Regions from separate parts of the Mus musculus genome. Here region 1 is linked to region 2. Evidence: chromatin contacts called from public HiChIP or PLAC-seq data. All regions are on one chromosome and are shown on one strand. Each heading gives the region's core, a stretch centred on a gene start, on an enhancer-like site or on the middle of the called end of the contact. The rest is flanking DNA. Distances are from core to core; before and after follow the strand shown.

Evidence for each region. HiChIP or PLAC-seq counts read pairs in DNA pulled down with a chosen protein or histone mark.
Region 1: an H3K27ac HiChIP or PLAC-seq map of embryonic stem cells shows a contact between it and region 2, with 7 read pairs. The contact joins two enhancer-like sites. A contact is called at or near these places in 8 of 39 promoter capture datasets (the 3T3-L1 cell line, the C10 cell line, cranial neural crest and 4 more), 4 of 484 Hi-C or Micro-C datasets (bone marrow-derived macrophages, embryonic stem cells, myocytes and 1 more), 7 of 115 datasets of contacts at active chromatin or transcription factors (bone marrow-derived macrophages, embryonic hindbrain, embryonic stem cells and 3 more) and 1 of 9 other capture datasets (embryonic stem cells).

Annotation. Positions count from the first base shown.
Region 1 is chr4:150,040,245-150,042,959 of GRCm38.p6, reverse strand. The region is part of intron 5 of Gm13067 (a long non-coding RNA gene); the gene reads right to left. Among named protein-coding and RNA genes, the nearest start is that of Gm13067, 12 kb to the right of the region's middle. Within about 2 kb of position 1,444, at least 19 of the 459 cell types and tissues checked have an H3K27ac peak or open chromatin away from gene starts, as enhancers often do. A contact at or near this core is called in embryonic stem cells, where this site is marked.
Region 2 is chr4:149,751,210-149,753,909 of GRCm38.p6, reverse strand. Slc25a33 (solute carrier family 25, member 33) reads left to right here. Exons shown (of 7, transcript NM_027460.2): 4 at 11-111; 5 at 1,440-1,506. Among named protein-coding and RNA genes, the nearest start is that of Tmem201, 14 kb to the right of the region's middle. Within about 2 kb of position 1,314, at least 16 of the 459 cell types and tissues checked have an H3K27ac peak or open chromatin away from gene starts, as enhancers often do. A contact at or near this core is called in embryonic stem cells, where this site is marked.

The DNA of each region.
Region 1 (2,715 bases), core at 195-2,694, 290 kb before region 2:
CGGGGACTAGAAGCCACTTCTGCAAGAAGTTCATGGTGGAGGCCAGGGCGTCCACCAATGGGGTCTACAGATCAGATAGCTCACTGGCCAGCAGCCATTCACCTTGCTGTGCTGACTCTGCCTTTCCCTGACCCCCAAGTCTGAGTGATTCTTGATTTCATGTCTAGTGGGTTAGGGAGGCAGCATTAAAGCTGCTTTCAAATCCTGGTGTGGTGGAATGTTCCTGTAATCCCAGGACATGAGACTCTGACACAGAAGGACCTTTAGTTCCAGGCCAGCCTGGGCTAAATAAGAAGACCCTGTCTCAAAAAACAAAACAAAACAAAACAAAACAGCACCACCACAGCCCATAGGCTGTGATACAACTTGGTGATTAAGCACCTGCTACCTAAATATGGGGTCCAGAGTTCAGATCCCAAGAATCCACCTAAAGGCTGCATGGACTTGTTGGCCCACCTGAAGTTCAGCCTTGGAAGGCAGAGACAAGAGACCTCCCGAGTAATCTGGGTAGCTAGACTGGCTGCACTGGTGAGCTCTGGGTTTGATTGAGAGGCCCTGCCTCATTGACGAAGGTGGAAAAGCCCTTGAGGGTGAATCCCAATGCCAGCCTCGGGGTCTCACATGCACATACACACACCTACGCTCATGGACACCCCACATACTTGTGCCTGCACATATGTAAATGTGTATACATACACACATACAGAGAGAGAGGCAGACAGACGAACACACACACACGCAAAGAATGGAAAAAGGAAGGAAGAAAAAAAAAACCCAAACAACAAATCCTATTTATATCTTGCCCATGTCTTGAGGGATCCCCCTATCAATCCATCCAGCCATTGGTTCGGAGCCTCTGATGTGGAGGGCTGACGGCACATTGATTCCTGGTCTTTGGAGCTCTGACTCCTGGTCTTTGCAGTTATCACCCTCAGGGCCCTCAGCAGTGCCTCCTGTCATTCACGGGTCTCTTCTGCGGGCTCCTCCTCTGCTTGCCTCTCTCTTCTAGCTGGAGGATACCAGGGCTTGGCCCTTACACTATTATTCTCTTCCCTAACATTCCTGTCTACTCAGGACTCCCAGTAACATTAACACCTGAAGTCACGCCCTATCCTCCAACTCAATTATCAGTGCAAAGTCCCAGGATGCGTAGAGGAACATCACACACAAAGCTAAGGTCCCAGCTGTACCCCACTTATTCATGGTACTTCTCTGGGGCCACCCCAGCTCTGAAGACAGCAACTTCCTCCTGCCAGGGCTCCAGATACTCACGTACCATAGGCTATCCCATCCAGCAGCCGAGCCTGCTGCCCCCACCCAAAGCACTCCGCCTCAGGACTCCTCTACCTTCCTGACACATGCGTTGTTTCTAATCTCCCAGTCACTCCACTGCTCTTGACTGTGTGACTGCCTGGTGTCCTACCTGGTGTCACTCGACCCTTGCTCACCAGAGTCCATGATCAACACAGAGTCAGGAGTGATTCATACAGGAGGGCAGCCCACATCATTCCTCTATGAAAGTCCTTCCTATGAGGCCTTGTCTTCCCAAGAGTCAAATGAACTTTCCCCTAACTCACTCTAAGCCTGCTTTCTTTTTTTCTTAAAAACAGAAGAAAAAATATTTTTTTGAGACATGGGTTTTTTTTCTTTTCTTTCTTTCTGTTTTCTTTCTTTCCTTCCTTCTTTTTTTCTTCTCTCTCTCTCTCTCTCTCTCTCTCTCTCTCTCTCTCTCTCTCTTTTGAGACAGGGTTTCTCTGTGTAGTCCTGGCTGTCCTGGAACTCACTCTGTAGACCAGGCTGGCCTTGAACTCAGAAATTCCACTGCCTCTGCCTCTGCCTCCCAAATGCTGGGATTAAAGGCATGTGCCACCACGCCCAGCCTGAAACATAGTTTCAAATGTCAGGTGGCTTCAGATTCACTGTGCAGCTCAGGATGGCCTTGAACTCCTGATCCTCCTGCCTCTGCCTCCCAAGAGCTGGGCTTACAAGACAGACATGTACTGGCAAGCCTAGTTTTCTTCCTTTCTCTCTTCCTCTCCTTTTACAAATAATTAATTAATTAACTGATTAATTACTTTATGTGGGGTGAGTGTGTGTGTGTATCTGTCTGTCTGTCAGAGGACAGGTTGGAAGTGTGTGGCAATCAGAGGACAGCTTTCGGGAGTCACTTCTCTCCTTCTACCCACTGAGCTGCTTCGTGGTGACCTTTGAAAGCTTCAACTTCCCTGAACCTCAGTTTTCTCATTTGTAATGTGAGCAATGGAAAACCTCACTCAGCCTTTTGTTCCACAATGTCTCGTCTTCCCTGAAGGGCAGCACACCTTGCCACAGGGGTAACCCTGGACACAGATCCTCCCTCCCTCCAGGGTCTCTGCATTGAGGAGAGAGTGATGGCCAGGGCAGCATAGTCAGCCAGTGACGGCCAGGGCAGCATAGTCACCCACATACATGCTCATTTATAAAGCCCACGTGTGGACATCAGAGGACTTGCAGAAGTCAGTTTTGTCCCTGAATCGTCTTGCTGGTCTCAGGTTTCCCTTTCCTTTCCACTTTGTTACATTTTGTTACATTGTTTTGTTTTGTTTGAGACAGGGCTTCTCTCTTTCGTTCTGACTGTCCTGCACCTGGAAATGTAGAACAGGCTGGGTCTGAACTCAATGAGATCCTCCTGCCTCTGCCTCCCAAGAGCCGGGACTAAAGGCCTATGCCACCCAC
Region 2 (2,700 bases), core at 65-2,564:
GTCCTACCAGGGCTGTGTACTTTGCATGTTATTCCAAAGCCAAAGAGCAATTCAATGGCATCTTCGTGCCTAATAGCAATACTGTGCACATTCTCTCAGCTGGCTCTGCAGGTATGTTCCCTAGCAAGTGTTGTTTCGTTTTGCTTTCTTTTTTTTTTTTTTCTTTCCAGGAATTAGATGTTAACTCCCTGCCTCTTTTGACCCTAAAACCATTTTTAAAGCTTTGTATTGGAGTTTGTAGAACATGACTATTAGCAGTTTATAAACAAATTTTACTTTTCTGTTCTTCATCTTCCTGATTTCCCTATTGAGTTGTAATGTGGAGTGAGAGCTGCTTTCTTTCTGATTCCCCAAGGTATCTGGGGTGCATCTGCCCTGCACAGCTCACTTGCACAGCAAGAATCAGGGTTTTATGTGTTGTGTGGTACTTGAGGCTGTACCTAAGGCCTTATGCCTCCAGATGGTCTGTTTTCTTCTGAGGAAGTCCGCACTGCAGAGCTCAGGGCAGGGCTTGCCCCAGGGAGTGTTTGTGAGAAAGCACTGGCTCCTAAATTGCTAGGAGAAGCCTCTGCCCTTCTTCATAGAGGCTTCTGTCCATTTGAATCTAACAGAATTTTTAGAGAATTTAGATTAGCATTTTAGAATTTCTTCCTTCTGTTAACAGCCTGCAACGTGTCCACACCAATTTCCTTTGTTACTCTCAATAAAATTACTAACCCAGGTTATGATCTTTAGTCAGAGAAAAGCAATATTAAGCAAACTTCTTAACACAAGAACAGTGATTCCCCTTAATACTGAGCCCCGAGAAGGACAGTGTACCATTCCAAATCAGATTGAGCCATGGTGAATTAGCCGTAATCCAGACCCTGTTAATCGGCTTTGTAATGCTTGTAAAATTAACCCAGAGGCACCCTGGGTAAAGGAAGCACACCTTGAAGGAGCTTTTCAAGCCAGTGCCCTCCAGTGCCCTCATTTAATATGTAGAGGACACTAGCTGTTAGAGGAGGGCTGAGCATTGAGGTTTGGGACTGATCCAATGTGTTAAAATGCTGCTGAAGGCATACCAAAATGATTCCTGTGGGCCAATGGGCTTTTAATGTTTTTGTCCTTAAATTTCCAAGTTTGAATTCAGGTAACGGAAGATTTAACATCCTTATTCAGGGTTAGCTATAAGTACTGATGAGCATGTTTAAAAACAAATTATCTCTGGATCTGCAGCTTCTAAGTTGGAATTTCAGATAGTTTTTGCCCTAGGATTGAAATGAACCGAAGTGATAGCACCACCTAGAGGCCAGAAGGACTGTGCTTGGCGGCGGCAGCTGTGGCGCGGACAGAGAGCAATTAACCCACTGCTTCTGCGCCCAGCCGTGCGGGCCACTGCATGGGGATTGCATTCGCAAACACTGGCTATATCAGTGATGACTGTTTTTTCCCTCCAGCTTTTGTCACAAATACCTTAATGAATCCTATTTGGATGGTTAAAACGAGGATGCAGCTAGAACGCAAGTAAGTGAACAGTCCCTTCAGTACCCGGAGTCGTCCTGCTGTGCTGTGGACGGGAAATAGGAGCCCTGTATGCATATGCAGAAATGTCATTTGAGATCTATCCTGACAGCATTGTGGGGGAGGAGCCCCAGAGAGCAAGGGAAGATGGACAGAAGGGCCTCTCCATGGTCCCAGCTTCCTTCCTGGGTGTTCCTCTCTGGGGCTCTTTGTGGAGCCCCACTGTCAGGAGGGATGCTGTAAACTCCGCAGAGGCCTGGCTGTCCAGCCAGGACACCAGCGAGGGCACTTTGGACCTAGTCCCCGATGTCTCTGGTGTCTGTCCTGAATCTAACCTGGAGTTCTTGTGTTCCTTGAGTATTCTGGTGGAACCTACAAAATGTTTGGACTTTGTTTTTTGTTGAGACAGGGTCTTGCTGTGTAGTTCAGGCTGCTTCAAATTTACAGTCTTGCTGTCTCAAGCCTCCCCAGGCCTAGGCCTATTACCCTTGTCTAGAGCCAGGTTTTAAGGAAATAGAAACCAATTGAAATGAATTCATCAAATTTTAAGAACTTGTGATACAGTAATAATGATTCTTTTATATGTAAATCAGATTTCTCAGCAGGCCAGCAACACCTGTGAATTTCCAAAGAACACCAAGTATACTAAATAATGCCTTTTAACGTTCTAATGAATGTGGCAGGAAAATGTTTCTATTTGTGTAAGACCACAGCTACTATTTCTGTGGGCTGTCACCCACACTCATACTTCTTGAAGGAATGCTAATTTCCAGTAGAAATTTGGGCTCTCCCAGGCTGTTTAAGGAACTGCTTGTATTGTGCTGTGTGGCCCAGCAATGTGAACCCTGGAAACACTAGCAGGCTCATCTTCCCTCCAGCTTCCTCTGAGGGAGAGGGAAAGGCTGAGGTATACGTGGAGGGTGAAGGAGGAACCTGCCTGGTTCATCGTCCTCTTGTGCCCATGATGAGGGTTTCCTGTCACCACAGTCCATCTGCCTTCTGAAGTGCTTGCTAGAATCCTATGACAAGGGTCAGTTACTTCCAGGGTAACTCTTAAGTTCTGGCCCAAGCATTGAGACAGTTCTTTGTAGTTTCCAAAAATGCTGTGTGTGTCCTACATGTCCATGTTCCTGAGTGTCCAGTCCCTTGCCCCTCTTAACTATTGTGCTTCAGGCTTCTGGCCAGCCTGGTCTCCTG